7 separate regions of the Mus musculus genome follow, and regions 2, 3, 4, 5, 6 and 7 are each linked to region 1. The links are chromatin contacts, called in public promoter capture Hi-C maps. All regions are on one chromosome and are shown on one strand. Each heading gives the region's core, a stretch centred on a gene start, on an enhancer-like site or on the middle of the called end of the contact. The rest is flanking DNA. Distances are from core to core; before and after follow the strand shown. Region 1 holds the start of Mex3a (mex3 RNA binding family member A). Region 2 holds the start of Ints3 (integrator complex subunit 3). Region 3 holds the start of Dennd4b (DENN/MADD domain containing 4B). Region 4 holds the start of Rps27 (ribosomal protein S27). Region 5 holds the start of 4933434E20Rik (RIKEN cDNA 4933434E20 gene). Region 6 holds the start of Atp8b2 (ATPase, class I, type 8B, member 2). Region 7 holds the start of Ube2q1 (ubiquitin-conjugating enzyme E2Q family member 1).

The links. Promoter capture Hi-C pulls out the DNA fragments that hold promoters and counts their contacts.
Region 2: a contact with region 1 is called in a promoter capture Hi-C map of liver, with 2.9 times the contacts expected there. The contact joins the promoter of Ints3 here to the promoter of Mex3a in region 1. A contact is called at or near these places in 2 of 39 promoter capture datasets (cranial neural crest and liver).
Region 3: a contact with region 1 is called in a promoter capture Hi-C map of pre-B cells, with 2.3 times the contacts expected there. The contact joins the promoter of Dennd4b here to the promoter of Mex3a in region 1. A contact is called at or near these places in 2 of 39 promoter capture datasets (liver and pre-B cells).
Region 4: a promoter capture Hi-C map of second pharyngeal arch cranial neural crest shows a contact between it and region 1. The contact joins the promoter of Rps27 here to the promoter of Mex3a in region 1. A contact is called at or near these places in 2 of 39 promoter capture datasets (liver and second pharyngeal arch cranial neural crest).
Region 5: a promoter capture Hi-C map of pre-B cells shows a contact between it and region 1, with 4 times the contacts expected there. The contact joins the promoter of 4933434E20Rik here to the promoter of Mex3a in region 1. A contact is called at or near these places in 5 of 39 promoter capture datasets (cranial neural crest, liver, neutrophils and 1 more), 3 of 115 datasets of contacts at active chromatin or transcription factors (astrocytes, forebrain and pancreatic cancer cells) and 1 of 9 other capture datasets (adipose tissue).
Region 6: a contact with region 1 is called in a promoter capture Hi-C map of cranial neural crest. The contact joins the promoter of Atp8b2 here to the promoter of Mex3a in region 1. A contact is called at or near these places in 3 of 39 promoter capture datasets (cranial neural crest, liver and neutrophils) and 1 of 9 other capture datasets (adipose tissue).
Region 7: a promoter capture Hi-C map of liver shows a contact between it and region 1, with 5 times the contacts expected there. The contact joins the promoter of Ube2q1 here to the promoter of Mex3a in region 1. A contact is called at or near these places in 4 of 39 promoter capture datasets (the C10 cell line, liver and pre-B cells).

What each region holds. Positions count from the first base shown.
Region 1 is chr3:88,530,041-88,533,627 of GRCm38.p6, forward strand. It overlaps Mex3a (mex3 RNA binding family member A), which reads left to right and starts at 1,906. Exons shown (of 2, transcript NM_001029890.3): 1 at 1,906-2,808. The coding sequence starts at 2,355. It overlaps Gm38618 (a long non-coding RNA gene), which reads right to left and starts at 1,840. Exons shown (of 2, transcript XR_867447.3): 1 at 1,317-1,840; 2 at 1-353.
Region 2 is chr3:90,432,002-90,435,588 of GRCm38.p6, forward strand. It overlaps Ints3 (integrator complex subunit 3), which reads right to left and starts at 1,635. Exons shown (of 30, transcript NM_145540.3): 1 at 803-1,635. The coding sequence starts at 949.
Region 3 is chr3:90,263,327-90,266,913 of GRCm38.p6, forward strand. It overlaps Dennd4b (DENN/MADD domain containing 4B), which reads left to right and starts at 1,909. Exons shown (of 28, transcript NM_001356483.1): 1 at 1,909-2,235. Crtc2 (CREB regulated transcription coactivator 2) reads left to right here. Exons shown (of 14, transcript NM_028881.3): 13 at 1-31; 14 at 154-799. The coding sequence ends at 374.
Region 4 is chr3:90,211,772-90,215,358 of GRCm38.p6, forward strand. It overlaps Rps27 (ribosomal protein S27), which reads right to left and starts at 1,877. Exons shown (of 4, transcript NM_027015.4): 1 at 1,839-1,877; 2 at 1,422-1,530; 3 at 1,163-1,273; 4 at 896-982. The coding sequence starts at 1,844. The coding sequence ends at 954. Nup210l (nucleoporin 210-like) reads left to right here. Exons shown (of 40, transcript NM_029937.2): 39 at 1-59; 40 at 146-380. The coding sequence ends at 246. It also overlaps a transcript of Rab13 not described here.
Region 5 is chr3:90,051,275-90,054,861 of GRCm38.p6, forward strand. 4933434E20Rik (RIKEN cDNA 4933434E20 gene) reads left to right here and starts at 1,528. Exons shown (of 7, transcript NM_025762.3): 1 at 1,528-1,845; 2 at 2,234-2,335. The coding sequence starts at 1,780. It overlaps Ubap2l (ubiquitin-associated protein 2-like), which reads right to left and starts at 1,241. Exons shown (of 28, transcript NM_001165984.1): 1 at 1,181-1,241.
Region 6 is chr3:89,961,371-89,964,957 of GRCm38.p6, forward strand. It overlaps Atp8b2 (ATPase, class I, type 8B, member 2), which reads right to left and starts at 1,968. Exons shown (of 28, transcript NM_001081182.3): 1 at 1,787-1,968. It also overlaps the pseudogene Aqp10-ps.
Region 7 is chr3:89,771,791-89,775,377 of GRCm38.p6, forward strand. Ube2q1 (ubiquitin-conjugating enzyme E2Q family member 1) reads left to right here and starts at 1,819. Exons shown (of 13, transcript NM_027315.4): 1 at 1,819-2,248. The coding sequence starts at 1,922. It overlaps 4632404H12Rik (RIKEN cDNA 4632404H12 gene), which reads right to left and starts at 1,610. Exons shown (of 2, transcript NR_130957.1): 1 at 712-1,610.

The sequences.
Region 1 (3,587 bases), core at 656-3,155:
TGGTGTATCTTTGTTGTATGGGGTGGGGTGGGGGGGTGGGGGGAGATTCCAGTGGGGTGCCACCCTGCCCGCTCCACCTTCAGTCTGTCCCTTTCCCTTTCAGCAGCATCCTCTCTCCACTCATAGATTCTGCCCTTTGTTTTCCTCCCCGATCAAATCCCCAAGGCTTTTTTGGTCATTAACCTCCTGCCTTAATTGGTTTAGTGAGGAGGAAATCAGAGATGGGGCAAACTCTGGGGGGAATCTGGTTTCAGTGAGGACAGGAAAGCTGCAAACAGCTGTTAGCCCCACCGTCACCTGGTCTCCAGTAGAAACTTTCTCCAAAGAAACTCCCAGCGCCCAAGTCCAGGTTCCTGGGAGAGAGGTGAACAGGAGTCAGAAGCCTTCCTCCACTCCTGCTGGAAGGCGAGAGCATCCACTCCCATAAAGTCCTCCATGTGGGGCACCTCCTCCCCTACTCTAGCTAGCCAGGTCCCTCAGCTCAAAGTTCTCCTTCACCATCTATACCGAAGGGGGAGAGCCACAACTCTCATACCCACCGACCACTCAGCTCAGACTCCAGCCTTCCCAAATGCTGTGCAAACGCACTTTCCAAAAATCAGCTTATAAGGACCGGGCCTGAGCTCAGCCCTCCTGGCCTTTGGCCTCACTGTGCCTCCTGACATCCCCATTGTCAATCTACTGCCCTACCTTCATGCAAAACTTTTCCTCTAGACTAGCTCAGATTTCCCAAAGGAAACCCCTCGGGCAGGGGCGGGACTCCTACCCACCCAGCATACCCATCTACTGTGATCCAACTTGGGGAGGTGACTCCTTGAGCCTGACCACAAGACCTTTAGATCCCATCCCTCTCTTGAAAGAAAAACAAAAACAAAAACCAGAAGATACAGAGTAGGGGGGAAGTAAAAAAGAAAGAAAGAGAAAAGAATGCAGTACACTCTAACTCCCCTCTTAACAGTCAAATCTTAAAAGCTTATTTATGATCTCTTTCGCCATATTTCTAGGGTTAAAAGGGCTGAATTACTGGTTTATAAAGGAGGCAAAGGAAACAGCGAAATGACCGTCCTAAGGGACAAAAGATTTCCTCCACTATATTCGAGGCTCAGGTCTAAAAAAGTAAAAATAAAAAACCTGGGTTCTCAGGGGCCCCCAATCTCACTCCTGTTACTCAAGGTTCAAGGCTCCAAATTAAGCCATACGAAGCCTCTAGGACCCTTCTGGCTTCCCGGATCAGCCCCCACCCCCATCCTCTCCCTCCACGCCTCCTCATCCTCCCCGGGTCACTGCACGGACCACGGGGGCACGAACTAACTCACCTCCCAGTCGTGGCCTCTGAGATCCCGGAACTGGGGGGCTGGGGGAGGGGGAAGGGCTTGCTACCTCCGAGAAGAGAGGGAACCACATCCTCTACCGGGGGTCCCACCCCCAACCGAACGCCCCTTCCTGGCCCCCACACAGCGCAGAGACCTGCTCCTCCCACTGTAGCGGCCGCGGGCTTTGTCTGCTCCACCAGCTCTCTCCCAGAGGCCCGAGCCCGTGGACTCCGCGATCGCGCGCGGGAGGAGGGAGGGCACTGCAGCCACGAGGCCGCTCCGCCCCGGCCCTCATTACCATAAGAAAGAGGCCCGGGACCCGCGGGCAGAGGAGAAACGCCTTTCCACACCCGCTCCCTTCCCGCATACTGCCAGCTCCTAAAATTTCTCGGACCACAACTCCCAACCCACCCGAGGCTTTTCCCGTGACCAGTGGGCAGAGCCCGAGGGGCGCAATCCCCTTCTTGCCCGGGTTGAGGAATTCCTCCCCGCGCCCGAGGGCGGGAAACTACAACTCCCGGCATGCCCCGGGCGCCCCCGGCGCGCCCCCCTCCCGTCAGTTCCATGCTGCTCCATCCAGTTCATTTAAAACAAAAGAGTTTGAGCGCTGGAAGGGGCTGGGCTCTATTGGGGGCCACTGAGCGACGCTCCGGGACTGGGGCTCGGTGCGGGAACCTAAGGGGGCGTCTGCTCGGCGGAGGGTAGAGACTCTGGGTCCGAGGCGGAGGGGTGGGGGCTAGGGCCCGCAGCCCCCCACCCCACCCCGTCACCCCGGAGCGAGAGGAGATCTGCTTTCTTGGTTTTGCTTCTTTTCCCCCACCCCCACCCGGGGGCTGGGGCGAGGGGAGTCAGGTTACAGGGTGCTTGGGGAGGGGGGCTTAGGGGTGGGTCTATCTTTCTATCTCGCTTTCTTCCCCCCTCCCCAGCTCTTTGTTCCCCCTCCCCACACACCCCCTCCTCTCCTCTCCCCTCCCCTCCTCTCTCCTCTTCTCCCTTCCACCACCTCTCTCTCTCCCTCTCTCCCCCAGCTTTTGTTTCGCCATGCCTAGTCTAGTGGTATCTGGAATAATGGAAAGAAATGGGGGCTTTGGAGAACTAGGATGTTTCGGGGGAAGCGCTAAGGACCGAGGGCTGCTGGAAGACGAGCGCGCCCTTCAGCTGGCTCTTGATCAACTCTGCCTCCTGGGTTTGGGGGAGCCCCCCGCCCCCACGGCGGGCGAGGACGGGGGAGGTGGGGGGGGCGGCGCCCCCGCGCAGCCGGCCGCCCCCCCGCAGCCGGCCCCGCCGCCGCCGCCCGCGGCGGCCCCGGCCGCCCCGAGCGCGGCCCCCGCGGCGCAGACGCCCCAGCCCCCCACCGCCCCCAAAGGGGCGAACGACGCCAAGCTCTGCGCGCTCTACAAAGAGGCCGAGCTGCGACTGAAGGGCAGCAGCAACACCACGGAGTGCGTTCCCGTGCCCACCTCCGAGCACGTGGCCGAGATCGTGGGCAGGCAAGGTAAGCGGGCGTCTGGACACTGCGAGGGTTGGAGTGGGGGCTTGCTGTCCCCGGCACGGAAAGTTCATCGCTTCCTTCTTTGCGCGCCTCTGGCTCTGTCCCTTCCCGACAAAGGGGGCCCCGCCCCCTGCCCAGATTCCAAGTGCCACAAAGTTCCCTGCTACCCCTAGTCGGGACGACTCTCGGGACCCTTCCTCCCCTGGGGCTCCGCCCGTAGACAAAGAAATATCCTGGAACTGGGAGAGGAAAGGGGAGGGGGAGCTGCCTCCCAATCCCAGGGTCTGTGCGGAGGGGGTGTCGGCTCCTGGCTGGAAGGACTGACGGAATGTGCAATTACTTGGGAGCCCCTACTCTAGTTTCTGCTTGTATACTGGGGAGGGGGCACTCCTGGGACCTTCTGCTGTTGGAGTTGGGGACTCTGAGGGAGACCTAGTCCACGAAGCCCGACTGAAGAGCTGCCTCTTTGTTGGGCTGAGTGTAGGAATGAAAGGGGGTGTGGCCCAGGGGAGGGTCCCAGTCTGGGGAGAGGTGATGAGGGAGCCCTTGGCAAAGAGGGGTCCCTTGGTCGCTTACACACCGAAGTTGGAGGGCCCCTGTGTTTGGGGAGGGGAATTTCTGAGGAAGTACCAGTCTTGGCGTGGGCCTCTCCTCCTCCGTCTTGCTTTTGTTCTGGGCTGGCCACGGCCTGGAGCTAGGGGTCTGCAGAGAAGTCTCTGAGTGAATTCATGGGACAGGCCAGGAAGGGCATGTCGGTGAAGGGGGACAGGACAGAAACCTCC
Region 2 (3,587 bases), core at 385-2,884, 1.9 Mb after region 1:
AGGGACAAGCCTCCTCACTCATGTTCTGTGTCTGCCTGTCGTTGTTTTGTTTTGTTTTGTTTTGTTTTGTTTTCTGAGGCTGGGTTTCTCTCTGTAGCCCTGGCTGTCCTGGAGCTCTCTTTGTAGACCAGGCTGGCCTCAAACTCACAGAGATCCACTTGCCTCTGCCTCCCGTACCTCTCCTTCGTGTGTGTATGTACTCTCTGGTACTAAGGAAAGCAGTCCCCTATATACTGGCTCACCCCACTGCTATGACTGATATTACCAAACTAGATACTACTTACTTGTAAGTCTTCACTCACTCTATAAATGCTCGGTTAAAATCACTGACAAGTGTCTGTATCCACACACAGTCAATGATACCATCTAAGAAGAGGGGCCAAGTCTGTAGGAAGTTGCCAATCCTCAGACACCTGCCTGTAAACACATATATACTTTTCAACTTAACACTCTCAAATAGGGTGGATATTTTAGATAGCTATTGGTGTGTATGTGGGAAGAAATGAAAATAACTTTGGTCAGTACTGATGCTACATCCCTTCTGTAACCAACACCCCTCACACCCATTTTCTTAATAGCGGCAGCTGTTACTAGGGCAACCTGTCCAGGAAATTGACCCACACTTCTTCCTCCAGAAGCAGGAAGCAAGAGCAATGTTTCTGCCTTACAAAAAAAAAATAATAATAATAATAAATAAATAAAATAAACTTGAAGGCCTTTTCTCCCCACCCCCACCCCATATGCGATCCAGCATCCCTCCTCAACCCAATTCCTTACTCCCTTCCCCACCCCCCACACCTACCTCCTCTAACTCATCCTTGGCATCCAAACTGGTTGAAAGTAGCAGCCTCCCCCCTCCTGGGGCTCCTGCTCCCGCTCCTCCTCCTCCACCTCCCGCTGCTCCTGATGCAGCAGCTGCTACGGTCCCCTTTCCCTTCTGTAACTCCATGGCTGCAGCCAAGAGACCAGAAGAGGTCAAGGGAGTAGACGGGTGTTAAGTCCTAGAAATGGAGAACTCTGGCTTGCCAAGGACGAGGAGCAAGAGGAACAAGTGGGAGGGAGGCCGACAGGCCTGGCTTTCCGCACTCTTGCCTCCTCTCCTGCGGAGGGGGAAGGCGCGGGTTCTCTAGATGCTCCCTCAGGAGTGGCCGGGCTGGGGCAAAGCTTTTGCGCAGAAGTATGGTAGACTAAGGGTCTTGTGTCCTGCAGGGAGATAGGCAAGGCTGCCACCCTTGCAGAAGTGGAGGGGGAAACCCTCTGGCTTCTTATCCTGAAAGGAGGGGAAACCCTAAGTTTCTGCCTCTCGAGGCGTGGGAAGGAGTCCTGGCCCTGAATTGGGAGTGGGAAACCTTCCCGGCGGGATTGGGAAACGCGGTTCCTTGGAATCCGGCCCCTAGCGGGTGAGGATGCAGCAGGAGCGCTATGGGAGGACCAGCTTCTCCCCACACCACACAGAGGCGGCCATGGTGGAAGGGCGGGGGAGGCTGAGAGTGCCCGAGCGGGCAGAGTCGTCGCCGGCGCCGGAAGTGAGCAGTCGCGGTCCCGGGCGTCCGCCAATAGCGGCTTCCGCGGTGGCGCCAGGTCTCTAAGGAGTAAGCCGACGACGGCGGACTGGCCTTTTCCCGGGCTGCCAATTGTAGGGAGAAGAATTGAGTCTGGTCTGACGGGCAACAAGTGTGCCCAATCGCATCCTTCCTCTGCATCTGGAGGCGGGACGGGAGGTACGGAGTGGGTGCTACTGCTGGGCGATCCGGAAAAAGCCGGGCTGCGCCTGCGCGCGCCAACACGCATGCGCGACGTTTCCCTCTTGCTCCACTCCCTACAGGTGTTCGGAACGTTGTCCTTGGGTAGTAGGCTGGGAGGATGGAAACCTAGCCCATAAGTGTCTATTCAGGAAAAGGAGCTGCCGAGTCCCAACCCCTACGCAGTCGCGTAGCAAACGCCCTCAGGGTCTGAAGCTACTTCCTGAACTAAAAATGCTACACGCGGCCGATTGTATGAGCTCTTGGGTGTGCAATTATTAGTAACAATTTGAAAACAAAAAAAGTGCATTGATTCTCTAGTGCAAACCAAATAGTTAGAATCGTACCAGCACTCGCTTTAACACAGTTTACTAAGTGATGGGACCTCGTCTTTTGAGACTCTGGGACTGACAAATGTCACTGAAGCCTATTGTATTTACACACACACAATCCATTGAGAGTTGTGGTTTGTTGTGATCATAGTAGGGCTTGATTGTATGAGAGTTCTTTTACCGTGCGTCTCTCAACAGAACTTTTCATTTTTAGGCGTATGAGCCTATTGCTGTCCACAGCTCTAAGGTGGGTGTGGTAATATATGCCTGCCATCCTAATACGTGGGAAGCTGGCCCATCAAATTCATGTTCCCCTTCCGTCCCCCATTTGTAGATATAGGCCTATTTTCCTGCACTATCCATTTTCAAGGCCAGTGGGCAGGTAAATTGTTAACAATGTCCTTGGAAGAATTCCAAGTTCCATAGCTACTGTTTTGGGAGTGAAGCACTCTTGAACCCAAGCTGGCCTCACTTTTGTGGCATTCTTTCTGCCTCCCAGGGACTTCTGTATCCTAATTACAAATAAAATAAGACCCGGACTGGCCGATCTCCAAATACACTTCTGGCATTCTACAATCCTCCTGAGTAAGCTTTGAATAACTTCTAGGTAAAGGACTGATTCAGCCTCGGAACTACAAACAAGTCATTACAATAGCTTAATATAACCGGGACACATGTATTGGATGGAAAGAAGAAAAAGAAAGGGCCGGGCGTGGTGGTGCACGCCTTTAATCCCAGCACTCGGGAGGCAGAGGCAGGTGGATTTCTCAGTTCGAGGCCAGCCTGGTCTACAAAGTGAGTTCCAGGACAGCCAGGGCTACACAGAGAAACCCTGTCTCAAAAAAACAAAAAAAAAAAAAAAAAAAGAAAAAAGAAAAGAAGGAAGGAAAAAAGATGTATAATACTGAATATTCTTTCCATTTTTTTTTTTTTTTTGAAGTGTACTGGGTTTGTTTGTGGTACTGATGATTGAACTCAGGAATTCAAAATAGGTAAATGCCCTGCCAGGGAACTTCCATGTGCTTTTTTTAATTTTAAAAATTCATTTATTGTTTTTTGAGACACTTGTTCCTATGTAGGTAAGGATGACTTTCCTGATCCTCTCAAGAGTTAGGACTGCATGTGTGCACCACCACAATTGTGCTTTATAGCATCTTTAAATAAGCACTGTATAGTGTAGTGGGGGCTGGCGCTGGGGTGCTTGCCTTCCATCTGCAAAGCTGCATTCACTCAGGAAGTGGTGGCGCACGCCTTTAATCCCAGCACTTGGGAGGCAGAGGCAGGCAGATTTCTGAGTTCGAGGTCAGCCTGGTCCACAGAGTGAGTTCCAGGACAGCCAGGGCTACACAGAGTAGCCCTGTCTTGAAAAAAAAACAATAATAATAATAATAATAGTAATAATAATAATAATAAAGGAAGAGGAAGAAAGAGGAGTGAATTGCTGGAGAGATGGAACAATGTAAAAATTGTTTGTCCTGAAGTGCGAGGAGTGGACTTTGGGTTTCTAGAGCCT
Region 3 (3,587 bases), core at 659-3,158, 1.7 Mb after region 1:
CATGGCTCAGGACCTAATATCATACTCACAGGTAAGGGAGTGTGGGTGCTGGTGGAGACTGGCAGGAAGAGTTGACAGCCTCACTGCTGTGATAGGAGCTTGAGGGGTCTGGAGGTGTGGCCTGAGATCCTTACCCACCTCTTGTACACACAGGAGACTCTTCCCCAGGTTTCTCTAAGGAGATTGCAGCAGCCCTGGCTGGAGTGCCTGGCTTTGAGGTGTCAGCATCTGGGTTGGAGCTGGGCCTGGGGCTAGAAGATGAGCTGCGCATGGAGCCACTGGGCCTGGAAGGACTAACTATGCTGAGTGACCCCTGTGCCCTGCTGCCTGACCCTGCTGTGGAGGACTCATTCCGTAGTGATCGGCTACAGTGAGGGGACCTCACTGCCATCCTTCTTCATGGCCCTGTCCCATCAGTCTTCATCCCTTCCCCCTGGCCAGTAGAGACTACTCTCTGCCCCCAGATCCTTTTTCTAATATGAATGAAGGATCCTAAAACTGAGGAAAGGGAAGGGGCTTGGCCAGGTGGCCCCTGAATGCTGTATGTCTGGTGGGCTTGGGGGAATTCAAGGGAGGGCCTAAAAGCACTTGTAACTTTGAAAACCGTCTGTCTGGAGGTCAGAGCCTGTTGGGAAGCAAGGTGTAGAGGGAAATCTTGGAGAGAGGGCTTGTCCAGAAGGGATGGGCACTACCAGCCCCTCCCTATTTCTCTTCCCCTTGCAATGGAAGAGAGAGCCAGAATGGATATTATTTTTTATTAAATATATTATATGTTAATAAAAAATCCTATTAAACCTTTTGTGTGCTTGGCTATTTGGTACATGGCTGGGGACCTAAGGAGGTTTGGTGCCATAGGTTCTTTTGTGTTGCATTTTTGTTTGTTTGTTTTTTGACAGGATTTCTCTTACATAGGGCAGACTACCTAGAAGTCACACGTGCCCGTTGGCACCTTGGCTTCCTTAGTGCTAGGGCTACGGGTGTGCGTTAATCCTCTCAGAACTTTTGTGCTTGTGCGGAAGCACCATTCTCAGATTTAGGTCCCAAACTGGATGTATCCTAAAGCCTATACAGACTTCACCGAGGCAGCAGGAAGTCACCTTATGTGCCCTTGTTTGTTTAAGGCCCTGCCTGCTGCAGCATCAGGGGATGGGGCACCGTGACTAGCCTGACAAGTTACTCTTCTGAAGCCCTGGGTAAGGAGAGGCTGTTGTCCCAAGTCACAGTTGTTTCTGTTAGAAAATCCTCCCCTCTCCTGGAGGAGGCTATTGCCAGTGTTGATGCTTCTAGAGAGAAGTAAGCAGGCCTAGCTGGCTTACTTGGTTTATGTTTGGGGGACCTAAGCAATCTCATGTTCTGAGGACTGTATGTCGATTCATCCATTTCACTGCTCCATTTGGGTTTAACGCAATAGATCCTTGGGAGACAACCATGTTCCACGAAGGCTTTGTTAGACTTCACCCAGCATAGTGAAAGGAGTGCTACACCTCCACTATTCGGCTTCATGCCTTTCTTCCTCTTTTTCAATGTTCTTGTCATTTCTCGAAAGAAGAACTGAGAGTTTCTGGCTCTGGCCAGTGGGTTCTAAACGTGGAAGTGGGGAGTCACCTGGGTTTCCCAGGTCTAGGTCTTCAGGGCCTTCGCTGTGGCACAGTGGCCACATCTGACGGTAGGGCAGGACAGGAGCACCGACTCTGACTTCGGGGCCATCTGGGGTCAGTGTCTTGCTTTTTCCTCCGGGTGGTGGGAATCCGCTTGGTTGCAGGGGGCCCTCCCAGCCACCAGGGGTCGCACTGCAGGCGGCAGGGTGTTGGGCCGGCGCTAGCCAGGGTCACGGCCGCAGGCCCGGGTGTGTGGGGGGGGGCAGAATAGCGGAGGCGCCCGCGGCTCCTGGGGGGGTGGGGGGCGGGTATGAGTGGAGAAAGCAGGGCGCGTTGAAGAGCTTGGGGTCCCCAGCAACGTGGGAGCCGGGAGGACCGCGCGGCTGGAACTAGCGGTGTGGTGTGGCAGCAGTCCCCGCGTGGCGCAGCGCGCGGGGACGCTGGGACCGCCCAGATCTTCTTCCACCGTGCCCGGCGCCCTCGGCTGCTGCTTCTTCCTTCAGCCCGGGCGCGAGCGGCTCCTAAGTCGAGTGCGCCATGTCCGGGGCTGGATAGCAGCCCAGCCGCCCGCCGGCCCGCCAGCCCGCCCTCAGAGCCACCCGCCAGCGGGCCGGCTGGGGAGTCCCAGGGCAGGCAGGTAGGGGCCGGACCGGGCGGGGCGGCGGGCGGGTTAGGGCGGGCGGAGGGCGGGCGGCTCCAGGGACTGTCCCCAGCTGTTCTACGCTGCGCATCTGGTTCCGCTTCCTCCCTCCCAGAGAAGTGAAAGTGGAGGGGAGGGCGCAACCCAGAGCTAGCTAGCTGTGCTCGACATCCTACAACCTGGAGCTCCCGCGGGCGCTCAAGCCAGAGCACCCCTCCTTCCCGCCTGGGTCACGCGGCTGCTGGCGCTGCTGCCGTCACGTCCTCGGCAGTCCCCGCGCGCGCTTCTCTCGGCCCTCCGGCCTCTTGCTCAGCCACCTCCCCCGCGCCGCGCCCTCTGCCCTAGCCCCGACTTCCCGTCATTCGGCATGTGGGCGTTGGGACCCAAAGTGGCTCCAGTGCCGTTGTTTTCCCCCAAGGGAGAAGGGGCTGCATTCTATAGGACTCTTCCCTGGCTGGATAAGGGAAGGCCTGGACACACAAGTCCTGTTGATCCGGGACCACCCACTTGCCTATAGAGGGTCTCATCTAACGGCTTTTGCCTACTGTCTGGAGCACAGAACTACTATTGGCCTGCAGTGGATGAGAGAGTGAGCTGTGTCCTGGAGTTAAATCAGGAGGCTGACGCTGACTCCTGGCTTCACCTCTCAGATGTAGAGAAGCTCAAGCTAAATTTAGCTTGAGTTGGGGCATGTGTGTCCAGAGGCCAGGTTGAGAAGACAGTCGGTTTGGCTCTAGTTCTCTGAGGAAGAGCGGGAGGTTAAATAGACTGTGCATCCTGGAGACACTAAAAGCTTCCCTGCCTTGCACAGGACCCTTAGTGGGAGGTCTGCGTTGGTCTGATGCTGTGCTGGCACCTTAAACAGTACTATCCCCCCCGCCCCCCCAGCGATACCACACACCCATAGGCTGACTTATGCTGAGCTAGCGACAGCTTCCCCTTCGCAGCCATTTCAGGAAGTAGCCTCCCTTCCCCTCTGAAGCACTCTCTCAGCCTCTAGCCCCTTGCAAGCTACCCGCCAGGCTTCTTCCCACCTTCAGCACCCTGGGGCACCTCAGGACTCTTGGGGCTTCCACTCCCCAGGGTCAGGCCATGGAGGCAGGTGAGATAAGTTACCAATAGGCTGTTGTGGCCCCGATTCTGTCTTGGGCTGGGTGGCGCGGGCATGGCATGACTGGAGCTGACTCCTACAGTCCCTTTGTGCCTAACTACAGACACCTAAGGATCCTGGAGATGGGAAAGTCCTGGTTGCTTGGCCAACTAGGTAAAGTTAAGCTAGGGAAAAAAAAGGATACTTGAAATCTGATGAGCAGAAGCTAAATCTTGGGTTTTGTAAGCCTTCCTAGGCA
Region 4 (3,587 bases), core at 627-3,126, 1.7 Mb after region 1:
GAACAAGGTTCAGACTATTCCAGTTGTTTATGTGCCAACAACAGGAACAACTCAGCCAGGTAAAGACCTGCCCTCACTCCGCAAGTTCAGATATGTCCGTCTCCAAGTTACCACCTTGATTGTCTCGCTTTTTTTTTTCTCCTAGGTTCTTACACGGCCACATGTTCCCCCCCTCACTTCCTGAGCTCACGGCCACCACTAGTGCAGAGTCGGCTACAACACTGGTTATGGAGTATAAAACACTAACCTAGTAGTCAGCGTCCCTCTAACTGTAGAGGACTGGAGATGCCTAATCCTGCACAAGTTTAGTAGCTAACTACAAAACTAAACCTCCAGATCAAGTTTGTAGTAAGTATAAATAAAAGCTCCTAGGTGGTTAAGTCACGTGTGTAAAGATTACATTTCTGAGGCTGGATTCCCGAAGCCCTCGGTGTCTGTCTGTTCCTAGCACCACAAAAACCGCAACAGCAGTACACACCTACAATGCCATCACTTGACAGGTATCCTGTCACATACACTTGAAGCTACCTAAGGCCATCTCAACAACACACAGAAAAACAGTAACCCTCTGCTTCTCAGGCACTGGGATTAAAGCAGCCTGGGTACCATTATCCCTAAATAAAGACAGTCCCCACTGTCACACACCTTTGTATGACACAATGTTTCCAATAACCATTGCTAAAAGTTACTACCAAAAAGACATAGAAGAGTAAGCCCAATTATACACTATCACCAGTTTTAAACCATGGTCTAAGATTTATACAGTGAATCTAGATAAAAATGCCCCCAATGGACTCTAGGTGTTTGGCCACTTACTTGACCCCAAAGGGACCACTCTTCTGTTTGCCCTGGGATATGTGAGGCACCACTTGCTACCAGTTAAACAAGACAAACATTATATATCCAAAACGTGTTTATTGGGAAGGTTCCCACTCATCTTCAATCAGGGGCTTTCAGTGCTGCTTCCTCCTGAAGGAGCATCCTGGAAGAAAAAGATGCAAACGTTACTTCTGCCTGCCACTGACCCTGCCTCATCTGCAGAGTGCTAAACCTTCCTAACAGGAGTGCAGCTGGCTTTACCAGCCGGAAGCCTTGCATTCTACTCAGCCTTTCACCTTAGGACCCCAAAGCCAAACAAAACCCCAACACTGAGACCACTCACCTTCTGTCAGCCTTGCTTTTCCACCTGTAGGCTGACAGAGGACAGTGGAGCAGCCAACACACAAGACTACCGTTTGTGCATGGCTAAAGACCGTGGTGATTTTATAGCATCCTGGGAAGAAAAAAAAAGAGAAGAAAAATGTTAACTTCTTTTATTCCTCTCCAAGTTACCACTTCTGAACTCGTAATAAAATCAAAAATTAAGTTACAACCATTAGTACAGTTTAGTTTTCCCGCACAGCTGAAAACCACTTCCTTACCTGGGCATTTCACGTCCATAAAGTAGGAATTGGGGCTCTGCACCAGGCGCTTTTTCTTGTGTTTCCTCTTCTCCTCTTCTGGAGAGGGATGAAGGAGATCCTTTGCGAGCTAAAAGGGGCAGAAATGCAAAGACTTAGAAGGTAATGGAGGAAAGAGATGATGGGAAAGAGCCCCCACTGGCACACACCGAGGAGAACTCGCCCCTCGCCGCCCCTGGTGTCTGCGTAGCTGGGCCGCCATCTTATCTCCTCTCCGCTCCCGTCTACGCGGCTGACCCGTGGGCCGCCGCGGCTCTGGTTACTGTCCTAAGAGACGCAGAGCGCACATGTGGACCCTGTAGGACCCGCAATTAGCGCAAGAGGACCGTGCGGACCCAAGAGCGAGTTCTCTGTCGAAACCTGGACCAAGGAACTCACAGGCATGTTCTCGTAGGGAGGTCGTCACCGCCGGAAAGGAGCGAAAGCGGAAATCCTGTTCCTTATATCTGATATGGGACAGGAAGTGACGAGCCGTGTTGCTTCGCCATCTTCGGAAGGTCTTCTACTCTGTTCGAATGCAACGGAATGCCCGTTGACTGCCATTTGTAGAAGGTCCGTAAAGGCTCCTCGCGTCGCGGGCGCGTAGCCATGGTGAGAGAGTTAGCTTCTATTTTGAGTTCAGAATTTAGCTGCTGTGGCGAGAAAAATGGATACTTTTTTCTCACGTAGTTTCCGACTACGCTTTGACAGCTGGAGTGTGATGGGAACATCACAGGTGAACACCAGCGAGAAGCTTTTATCCATGACATTTTTAGTTATTGATAGTCTTTACCATTTTCCAGTTGGTTTGATTTACGCTGATTAATAATTCTAGACGTAAATAGGTTTTTTTTTTTAAAAAATGAGATACCTGCTTGAAGCTGGGGGTGTACTACGCTGGTAGGTAGAGTGCGTGCTAAGAATGTGCAAAGCGTAAACTGGGCAGGGCGCAGTGGTGCTGTCAGTGGCTCAAGGCTGGAATCTCAGAACTTCAGAGGATGAAGCGGGAGGACGAGGAGTTCAAAATCATTCTAGGCACTGGGCTTCCTAGCAAGTTTGAGGTCTGAGTGGACTACAGGAGACCCTGTCTGAAAAAACAACAAAATCAAATCCTGTTCATATTTGCTCCACTGCAGCTAACCCTATTGTTTACCTTTATTGTTTTGTTGTTGCTGCTGTTTTCCAGTGCTAAAGATAGAGCCCGACTTTGTATTCTTACAATTCTTTACCTTTGAGGAATAAAATCAAATATCCTTACACCACTTGACACGTGCATTGCTTTTAAAGTGCTAATTAAAGGCCAGACGAGGTTGGTCACACCTTTATCACTGCATTCTGGCAAAGCATGGAAGAGACTGAGTTCTGGCCAGCCTGATCTAGCAAGTTGTAGGACAGCCAGAACTACAAGAGATGTCTCTAAAAACCAAATCAAAACAAAAAGTATGTTATTTAACTATGGAGCTGCTGTAACCATTACCACATTGTACAAATTTGTGTGTTTGCTGCTCAACACAGAGGCAGGTGGATCTCTGAATTCAAGTGTCTATAAATAAAATAATAAATAAATAGTCCATGCTTAAATGAATGCATGTTGATTTTGGATTTTGGCAATATACATGGCAGAGATATCTTGGGAAATAGATTCTAGGTTTAAAAATGAAATTCATGGCCAGGTGTGGTGGTGCACGCCTTTAATCCCAGCACCTGGGAGGCAGAGGCAGGCGGATTTCTGAGTTCAAGACCAGCCTGGTCTACAAAGCGAGTTCCGGGACAGCCAGGGCTACACAGAGAAACCCTGTCTCAAAAAAAAAAAAAAAAAAAAAAAAAGAAAGAAAGAAATTCATTCCTTTTCCTAGACTGAAAATAATTTCTTATAATACTTGTACATCTGCAATTTATCATGTGAGCAGAAGTATGAAAATGCAGGGGATGAGGGGGGAGGCAGGGACAGGGTTTCTCTGTGTAGCCTTGGCTGTCCTGGAGCTCACTCTGTAGACCAGTCTGGCCTTGAAATCAGAGATCCGCCTGCCTCTGCCTCCCGAGTGCTGACTCTAGTATGCCTGTACCACCAAGCTTTTTTGTTTGTTTTGAAGAAAGGGTCTTGGCCTCTGGCAGTAGTGGTGCACTCCTTTAATCCCATAACTTAGG
Region 5 (3,587 bases), core at 278-2,777, 1.5 Mb after region 1:
CAGAATATGGGAGGTGGAGACAAAAAATAATCTCTCCATTTAGTAGTCAGTGAGTCAAAGGCAAAAACAAATTTAACAAAATCGCCTTTAACTGTTTTTTCTTTCCACAACAACCTACACCAGAGGTTGCTAAATTTTAAGAATCGTGGAAAACAGTCTCTTGTTTGTGACATCACTTTGCAAAACAATTTAGGGGCTGTCCACCAGGTGAAGGGTCTCAAGAAATTTGGAATTCCATTCCCATTATGAGAAAAATGAACAAATGCCCAGTCTAGTGACATCCCTTAGGCGCAACACAATCCACGGGGGCCTCCATGTCCAGCTTCCCAAATAAGATAACTGCTTGGGTAGCCAAAACTACAGTATAGACAACAGGAAGTCAAAGACTGCAGCGAAAATATATTCCACGACCAGGGTCGGTAAGAAAGAAGGCAGGGTAATAAGAGGAGCTGACAAAGAGGCTGGAAATGAACAGAGAGGACAGAAGCCCACGCGCGGAGGATGGGAGACTCACCCCCCTCCGCGCCACATCTAGAGCCCATGGGGCCATTCGCTTCTCTACCTCCCACCCGGAACAAATTAATCCTCCGCACTCCAAACCGAGGGCCACATGGGGGAGTTTGGGGCAGCTCCACCCCATCGCCACCCCCCCTCCGCCCCCAAAACCAGGCCGGATCCGGATCAGAGGCCCAGAGAGGACTGGGGAGGGAGGAGGCCTTCTCCACAAGACACTGACCCTCCTAAACAACCCTACCTCAGGCTGGGCCCAGGCCTCGCTCGCCCGCGCTCTTTCTCGCTCTCCCCCTTCAGGCTCTAGCCACATGCCCCCCCCCTCCGGCTGCCCCAAGCCCCGCCCCGGCCACGCTCCCAAATCGAGGCCCCGGCTCTGGCGCGGCCCAGTAGGCCGCGAACCCAACTATAAACAAAACCCCCGGCGGCCAATTCGAGGTGGGGAGGTTGGACGCCCGGGTTCCCAAGACCAGAAGGGAGGGTGTACAGTGGGGAGACACACGGCGTGGGGGGGGCCTACCGCGGGACAGGAATACGGAGGGGACAGAGGAAAAGAAGGGAGGGTAAAAAGGGGATCGCGGATTTAAAGGGGCCGCGGACAATACCCGGCCCCGCCGCGTTGCCGCTGCCGCCGCCGCCGCCGCCAACGCCGCTGCGCTCCCAACTTTACCTCAGTCTCCTCCACACTGACACCCCGGGCCGCGCCGCCCCTGTCACGTGATATAAGATTCCCTCCTCCCCACCCCCTCCCTCCTTTTCCCTCTCGCGCTCGCTCTCGCGCCTTCCCCCTCCCACTTGCCTTCCTGCGTCCCTCAGCACGTGACGCGAAAGGGCCGCGCACGTCAGCGTGCGCGCGCCTCCCCGCCACGAAACACTGCTCTTGAGTTCCGCGCGCCCGCCCCGCCCCCGCCCCGCCCCGCACGGATCCGCCTCCATCACGTGACTCCAGTAAGGTCTCGGCTTCCTCTTACTGGCGTAGTTCCGCGTCTCCGCACTCCCAGGTACCTTTGCGGACATAAGTCACGTGGCGGAGGGGGTGGGGGTGGGGAAATGGGACGGGAAGGTCCGATGCTTAACTAGCGCCCCCATCCACCATGTTTTCTGACGGACTCTAGCCTGGTTTTTTTTTTTTTTTTTTTTTTAATCGAAAACCATATGGAAATGTTCGGAGAGCTCCAGGGAACCTAGGTTCCCTGGCTTCGGCAGAGCCTGGGCTAACGCGCGAGCGCGGCGGGACTGTCCTAGCAGGTGTTCCCGGAGAGAGAGGCGATGGCGTCTAGTAGTAACTGGCTTTCTGGAGTGAATGTCGTGCTGGTGATGGCGTACGGGAGCCTGGTGAGATCCCCATTCTCTTCCTCTTGTGGCATTTGTCTGAGTCCCGACCCTCTGAGCCGGACTCCTGAAAAGAAGGCTCCTGAGCCGTTCTGTCTTTGTTCTTCAGCCACTTAACTTGTTTTGTTTCTGGACTTCCGAATTGTATCCGTAGACAGTCTGAGATCTTTAAGTCAAAGCTGCCTGGCTCTAAGTAAGAACCCTCCCTCTTAAATTCTAGAGCCCAGATTAACATGCCTCTCCGTTACTAGCCCCTGACCCACCTCCGTCCTTAGCGACCCGGCTTCGCCCCAAAGCATCCAGCTCTGAAGGCCTAAACCCAGGGATTTTGAAAGTGAACATTTTAAAAAATTATTGCTATTACTAAAATGGCTCTAATCTCTTTGGGCAGGTATTCGTACTGCTGTTTATTTTTGTGAAGAGACAAATCATGCGCTTTGCAATGAAATCTAGAAGGGGACCTCATGTTCCTGTAGGACACAATGCCCCCAAGGTAGGTCACTAGAATGCAAGGTAAACCTGTTCTTTGGCACAAGGAGATTTTTCTCGGACTTTAAAAGAAGACTTTTATTCATATGCTTCCTTTCATTCCACAGTCTAAGCAATAACTTCCTGCTCACTGCTGCTCCACAACATGTACCTTAAGATTTAAACCAATTCAGCTGTAAAATGTCTCATCTTCAACTAAAATTACTAAATATTTCATGTTGCTTTAGTTTAAGCATGATGCTGAGAACACTTACAGTTGGTTCCAGCGTTGTGAGAATGGTTGCCTTTGCAGAATTTTAAAGATGCCCATTGTGCTTGCTTAGAATGCAGACGACTGGGTTTAATCCTTGACACTGCTGAAAGCAAGGGGCGGGGCAATAATCACCTAGTTATACTTTTCAAGTCAAACCTAAAGCCAAAGAAAGAAATTACCTAACAACTTTTTAATGTTGTTATTGTTCTTTGTTTTGTATTTTGAGACATACTGAACACCCAATTGTAACCCAATAACTCTCACCACGGAACCTCAAAGCAGCCCTCCTGCAAGGACAGTACAAGTAATGAGATTACCAAGATAATGTGCCACATCAGACTGCGTCCACAAATTAAATAATCGTGCTGGGCTTGGTAGAGCATACCTTTAATCCCAGCACTCAGGCAGAGACAGGTGGATCTCTGAGGCCAACCAAGTCTACAGAGCTAGTTCAGGACAGCCAGGGCAATGTAGAAAAACCTTGACATGAAAAACCAAAAAAAGAATAGTAAAAGTAAATAATCTAGTAGTGTCTAAACTTTCTCCTTAAGTGCTTTGCTTTTCTTGGCTTTAAGAAAAATGTCTTCTGGGCTGGCGAGATGGCTCAGCGGGCAAGAGCATTGACTGCTCTTTCGAAGGTCCTGAGTTCAAATCCCAGAAACCACATGGTGGCTCACAACCACCCATAATGAGATCCGATGCCCTCTTCTTGTGCATCTAAAGTCAGCTACAGTGTTCTTATGTATAATAATAAATGAGTCTTTGGGCCAGAACAAGCAGGGACTGAGCAAGTGGGGCCAACCAGAGCGAGCAGAGGTCCTAAAAATTTAATTCCCAACAACCACATGAAGGCTCACAACCTTCATAATTTTGTATGTACTCACATACATAAAACAAATAAATAAATCTTTAAAAAAAAAAGAAAAGAAAAAGAAAAATGTTTTCTAATGGAACTTTGTCTATTGAGAAACCTGTTGGTATATATAACTACCATCTGACATTA
Region 6 (3,587 bases), core at 718-3,217, 1.4 Mb after region 1:
GCCTAGAAGAGACCAGATATAACAAGTGAGACGTAGCTCTCAAGGTATCCACCTGAGGAACAATGGCTGTCCCGTGTGCCGTCCTAGTGGCAATGACAGCTGCTGCCGGTACTAGAAAGCAGAATGTGCCCTAGTGGGTTGGGTGGAGAGCTAGGAACCAGGAAACACCTGGCAGAGCATCAGGAAGCAGGGTGGCCATGTTCCACCCTTCTAGAAAGCTCCTAATGTCCCCACCCCTACTTTCATTACTGGGGCTTCCATTATCACCTCCTCCCCAGGAGGGTTCTCATCAGACACATGGCCACCACTTCCTGCAGACAGTCCTCAAACCATTTCCTCTCAATCTTGTCCAGCCACCCTCTGGGGCCATCAGAGAGGTCTTCCCAGTCCTGCTAAGGGGTCACCATTCTCTCTCACCCCGAGTCTACTCCAGTCAGAATGACACTAAGAACAGGCTCAAGAGAGCCTCTGCTTCCTCCCACCCTCTCATGTACTTTCTCCTAAAAAGGTGTAAGTCCAGGCCACAGGAAACTCCTCTTCCTTCAGATGGAAAGCCTTGCCCCTCCTTAGTTCCCTTGCCTCTAGCCTGTCAGTCCCAAGAGATACTAATTGCCTGTCTGCCCAATCTCTGTAATTACTGACTGTGGTCCTAGCCCAGCCATCCTCTCCCGCTCTCCCTTCACTAATGTGCACTCCCTCCTTGACCTCAGAGCAGACAGTCCTGAGGGGCACTAAGTCCTTTTCACTCCTGACTCTCCACAACTGTGGCAAGCAACAGTGGCTGCCCCCTTGGCTCTGGAAGAAAAACCTCATGAACAATTTGGCGATGCCAAACCCTCTTCCAGGGCCCCAGCCAGGGTCTCCACCCAATCTAGAGCATGAGTCACGGGGAGGGTGGAGTGTGGAACCAGACGCTAAAGGAGAGGATGCAGGGTGGGCATTGCTGGCTCCTACCCAGCCCCACTCGAGTGGGAGGCTATCAAGCATCGTTAGCCCTAACATCTGGGTCTTCCTTCTTGGAAAGAGTTAACAGTGGAGCAAGCTGACCATCAAGCGTCAAGTCTGGATACAGATCAGGAAAGTACTTTTACCTCTAGGACCCTGGGGAGACTGAGAACAACTTTGGCCCCAATCCTCGAGAGGGGTGCAGTAACAAGGTCCCCCTCTCAGGATATCCTGGTTTTCTAAACCGACTAGGCCCACCAGCCACGTCGCCTTGCCCCGTCACCCTACCCCAGCCCCCTCTGCAGCCACATCTGGGATAAAAATAGCCAGCCATGGGAAAGAGGCAGCGCTCCACGAAGGAAAAAAGACTCCTCCTCTGGGTCTGGCCTCCGCTCCTTTCCAACCAAGAGCCTTTTCAGGGGAAGCTAGCAGATAGACGAGACAGGAGAAAACAATAATACCGGAGGCCACCTTCCTTCCCTCTCCAAGGACAGTATCCAGGACCCACCACACAGCTCTGAGCTCCCAAAGCTAACATCCCTGGCACCCTTGGTTTTCCTGGGGCACAGAGAGACCTCCACCTTCCCGGGACAAATCCTATCAGCCCCAAACTCCCTCTCTAGGCACCTAAAGGCTGGCACCAGGTTACTCCTCACACCCCAGCTCCGCACGCCCCTTCGGGGCCCCATTTTCCCAGCTTGCGCACAGCTACCGGTTCTCTCCATCCTGGTAGCCCTTCTCTCCAGCCTCCCACAGCCGCTCCCCGTGGCACCGCTGCCCGCGCCTCCCAGAGCCGACCCTCCCGGTCCACACCCCCGGCCCCACGGTGGCAGCGCCTTACCTTAGCGCTCCGCGCGCGGCGCTCGGCCCGGCGGCCCCGTCCGGCCCATGCCGGGGGCTGGGGCGGGGGCGCTCGGCTCCGCTGCCCGCAGGCTCCCGCCCCCCCACAGCAGCCCGGCTCTCCTGACCCCCCCGGGGCCCCGGCCCGCTACTTTGTGTCAGTTTCGGCCGCGGGGCGGAAGTGACGGCTGCGGCCACGGGCGGGGGGCGGGAGGGGCTTTGGGGAGGTGAGGGGCGCGGCGTGCGCCATCTTGGTGCGTAGGGAAGGGGGGGGTCCCAAGCTCCAGCCGGGACACGCACACAATCGGCGAGGCTGGAGGACGCTGGGATGCTGCTGCTTTATTTTGGAAGCCAGAAACCGAGCGAATGCTGCTTTCTCTGCCAGAAACCATCTTCGGGGAGGAGCCTGATGCGGGAGTAGTGATGAAGAAGCCCCGTAGCACACTTCTCTCTAGCCCAAGTCTCTGCTGTGCTTCCCTCCTCGCCCTGGCTCATCTCAAGGCCTTTCACTTCCTGAAAAGGCACAGCTATGCATTGACTGGGAGTTGTGCCTCAGTTTCTCCACTTGGTTCTCCTGACGATAAGTAGTTGACTTTGCCCCTTACCACATTCCCTTGGGTGGTATATTACGCGCGCGGACACACACACCTCGAAGAACTATCTGAGGTCGTTGGCGCTCCTGTCAGGCCAAAGGTAGGAAACGTAGAGATTTCCCGAGCTGGCAGCCAGAAGACAGGAAGATAGCTCCGAGGCAGAGCCCTTGCCTAGGCCCTAAATCAAATCCCTAATGCCACAAAGTACGAGTGGTTTTGTTGTGTTGTTGTTGTTGTTTTGAGTCAGTGGGAGGGGATGTCTCACTATGTAGCTCTGAAAGGCCTGAAATTCTCAGAGACCCTAGGCGTGCTCCATCACTTCCGAGTCAAACTTAAACTGGGTTTTGTTTGTTAAAAAGATTCACTCTTAAACCGGGCGTGGTGGCGCATGCCTTTGGTCCCAGCGTGCGCCTTCGATCCCAGCACTCCGAGGCAGAGGCAGGCGGATTTCTGAATTGGAGGCCAGCCTGGTCTACAAAAAGTTCCAGGACAGCCAGAGCTATACAGAGAAACCCTGTCTCGAAAAACCATTAAAAAAAAAAAAGATTCACTCTTGTTAGGTGTGTTGAGTAACACGCTGAAGTCAAAGCCGTTATGGTCTGCATAGAAGATTTCAGTACTCCATAGGGAGACCTCGTCTTAAGACGAAAAAGTGAAGAAGGGAGAGTAGAGGAAACCAAGCTTCTCTCGAGAAGCTCCCAGGCCCTACCCCTCAAAGGATCCTAGGATCCCTCCACCCACCCGATTCTAGAAACCTTCCCAAAGCCAGCGTGCACACCCTCTGGCGGCTCCTTTAAGGAACTGCGTGCCTGGAAGCTCCCAGGGTAGAAGACCAGTCTGGAGTCCTTCAGGAGTGGTAAACAGAAGTGTCCTAGTCTGGCATAGTAATACAAAGAATATCTGTCTTGCGTGCTGGCCAGCTCATGGTGCTCTTGCAGAGTGGGATAAGATTGGTCCTTGTCACAGCTTACACTCCAGCTGAGCTAGAGTAACCAAGTCTGAAGCCTTGAGTTGAGATGCCATCACCTTTGGAAATGGTTCTAAATCCTCAGGATGGTGCAGAGCCACCAGGAGCTGGTATTCGGCTGTGCCCAGGGTGGCCCCCACCATAGGAGCCACTGGAGGCACCCACCACCAGCCATTACCAGCGCTGTAATGGAAAGACAAAGGGAGGGGTCAGAGGTGGCTCTTAGACACACCTCTTCCCAT
Region 7 (3,587 bases), core at 569-3,068, 1.2 Mb after region 1:
GAAAAGTTCTAAAAGGAAGTGTGTGGGGCTAGTAGAATAGGGGAGTTGAGCAAGGTGGTGCATGTGTGCCTATAAGTTAAGCACTGGGAAGCTAAGACAAGAGAATAAGATTCAGGCCAGCCTGGACTATATAGCAAGACCCTGACAATAACAATAAAGGAAGCAGGCAAGCAGACAGAACAGGGTAAAGGACGTGGAGACAGACTTAGAAGTTCTGCTCAGTATCTATACATCCTGACCTTTATCTGTAAAATACAGGTTAAAGCACTCACCTTGCAATGGTGTTAAGGGTTAGAAATATTTGCTTAGTATTCCTGGCTTGGGGAATGCTTGATAAATTAGACTTTTTACAATTACTCTTTTTGTGTGTGATGATGGGGGAGGGTGTCAAATTTGGAGCTTCTACTAGCTAAGCAAGCATTCTACCACACCCTCAGCCCTTATTTATTAGTTATTTGGCCGAGAAAGGAGTTTACTAAGTTATCCAGGTAGGCCTTGGCCTTCTGACTCTCCTAGATAGTTGCGACTACAACCCTGTTCTGCTAGGACTGGCTTACCCTAGTATTTTATGCTTCCAGCTTGTGGACATAGGCACAAAGATGGTATGCAGCTAAATGTTCAGGCTGCTCTGGTCATTAGAAAAACCAGCCCCACCCACACACCCACACTCATCCCCCCAGGCTCAAAGAACACGAATTTCTTAAAACATACGGAGTTAAACTTGGCCTAGTAAAGCTTTCTGCTAACATCACTGAGTGAATCAGTAGCCCAGCACCAAGGTACAGTCAGCTTCCAAAAAACATAGAGGTGGTGACGGTAGACGGGCCAACGGCTCACATGATGAATTGGTCCCAAACCCATCAGGCCTTACAACATCCTGGCACCTGCCAGTTTGCAGCTCTGGGTTTCAGGACCCTCCGTTGTCCTTTGTGATAGTGCCACCTAGTGGGAACGACGAGGTACTGCCGCAAACTTCAAGCCCCGTTCAGGATCAGTGCGACGAGGTGGGAAGAAGAATAGCAGGTAGGCGTGGGTGTCGTCTATGCAACCCCTAGCTTAGTACTCTGCACTCACACATAACGAAGCCCTGTGATTCTGTGGAGGAAGCCGCACCATCTGTCCCCTCAGACGTAGCTGACCAGCGACCATACTCGATACTTCAGTATCCCTGCACAGAGCCTTTGGGAACAGGCTAAAGAGGCCTCCCCGTCTTGTACAGTGCCATTGTTGTGATGGAGAAACTGAGGCTCCCCAGGAGCGTAGATAACCCAAGGTCACACACCATAGAGGAACCGCAGGGAGATCCAAGTCCGTTTCTCCGACCGTAGCGAAAGGCGCCTTCCCGCCGCAGACGCGGAGGCCGGTGACCCGGCCCGACGACCCCCATGGGAATACAGGACAGACACGGCCATGCGCCGCACGCGGGGGCCGCGGGACGCAAGCAGGAAGCCAGAGTCCCGCGCGGGGAGCCCCTGGGAACACAGGCACCGGCCACGTGACAAGAGACGCCGGCCATGTGACAGGGAAGCGCTGGCAAAGGCCCCCCGGTGCACGGTCACGCACGACGCACGTACACGCACGGAAGCGCTTCGAGCAGCGAGGCGAGGGCCTAGGGTCACATGTGGAGGGTGACAGGCGCGGGCCGGGGGGCGGGAAAGACGCGCGGATCACGTGCCGGGGGCCGGAGCTCAGAGGTCACGTGAGGCCGGAGGCGGGGCCGCCGCGGAGGGGGAGGGGCGCGCGGCTTCCGGCGGCCGTGGGGGGGGTGGGCCGGCGAGCGGAGGGGGCCTGTCCCGGAGGTGGCGGCGGCGCCATCTTGGCGAAGGGGGGATCAGGAAGTGCGGACCGCGGCGGCGGCGGAGCCCGGAGCGGAGGCCGGAGGCTCCCGGCCCGCCGGCCCCGGAGCGGAGCGGAGCGGAGGATGCAGCAGCCGCAGCCGCAGGGGCAGCAGCAGCCGGGGCCGGGGCAGCAACTGGGGGTCCAGGGGGCGGCGCCGGGGGCCGGGGGCGGCCCGGGAGGGGGCCCGGGGCCAGGGCCCTGCCTGAGGCGGGAGCTGAAGCTGCTCGAGTCCATCTTCCACCGCGGCCACGAGCGCTTCCGCATTGCCAGCGCCTGCCTGGACGAGCTGAGCTGCGAGTTCCTGCTGGCCGGAGCCGGAGGGGCCGGGGCCGGGGCTGCGCCCGGACCCCATCTCCCCTCCCGGGGATCGGTGCCGGGGGACCCCGTCCGCATCCACTGCAACATCACGGTGAGGACCTCGCTTGCGCCACGCTGGGGGTCCCTTGTCTGGTGATCGAAATCACACCATACAACCTCCTGCTCTCGAAGGACCCGGAGGCCAGAGCCCCCCTCTTGGTGCTTGGCTCCTTCTCTCCAGGCTACACTTGTTTCTTCAGCTTGAGGTTCTGTGGTGCAGTCACAGTCTCTACTGTTGACCCCTGAGAGCAAGGGACATCGGGACATGTGGCCCCTCAACCACCTCCTCCTATGAATCCACCCACACCTCAGGTTTTATGATTTTGGCTCCTTCTGCTTACTCCTCCACAACTTTACCATGTCACCTAGAAATGACCCATTCTTCTCCCCACCCCAACTCTAATAAGATTCCAGGCCTGTGCTGGAAGGACGTAGCCTGGAACTCAGCCCGGTTCCATAATGACCCTTCTCAGTAGTTCTTTCCACTTATATGTACCCACCTGTAGGCTCCCTGCCTAGGCATCCCTCGTACAACCCCTCTTTGCTCCCTGAATTTCACTAAAGAATAGTGCCGTTCATTGACCCCACGTTGGATCTCCTCTTACTAACTCTGGTGTAACTAACCTTTAATTCCTCTTTTTGCCTTGGCTCGTAGCAGCTTTGCCACTTCCTCCCCACTCCTGGGGTCACATCTGCTTATCCTAGGTGACTGTCACCTTTTCTGGTGGTGACAGCAATGTGTGTTTTGAGCGGCAGCAGTGCCATCGCTCCCCAGTAGGCATCGTTCCATCCTACCTATCCTTGGTCAGGAGGCATCTTCCATGCGTCCTGCCTTATTTTATTCCCTAGTGTCCCTTGAGGAAATTGTTGGGTGCAATTTTATAACAGCTGGTACTGCGCGATACAGTGCTCACGTTGTTGGATAACGCCCACTGTAATGGTCTTGTCCCTCCTGGAGCACCTTTATCCACACTGGAAACGGGAGTTGCCTGGGGGGAAGACAGACGTGAATTTTGTGGTTCTTGGAGGCTTTGATTCATTTTTTTTTTCATGGTGTTTTCTAGCCCTTTCTGCCACCAAACCAGGTCGTGGTTTGGTGAGGTAACTTTGGGAGTGGAGTAATAATGAGATACTTGAGTTTTGATGGGGCCTCATCTATCCCAGCTGAGGCTTACCTCACCAAGCTAGGACCACCAGGAGTGGCTCAGTCAAGTAAAGATTGTAGCATCTTTGGTACTGTTTTTCCTGCAGCACTGGTTAGAGCTGTGGCATCGCTAAGATCCCCAGTAGAAGTGGGTAAGGCTTCCTTGGCATGTGTTGAAACATCAAAGATTGGATTTTGCTAAGTGGATTCACTTACGGGTAGGTTTGCCTCCTCCAGCTGCTTCCTT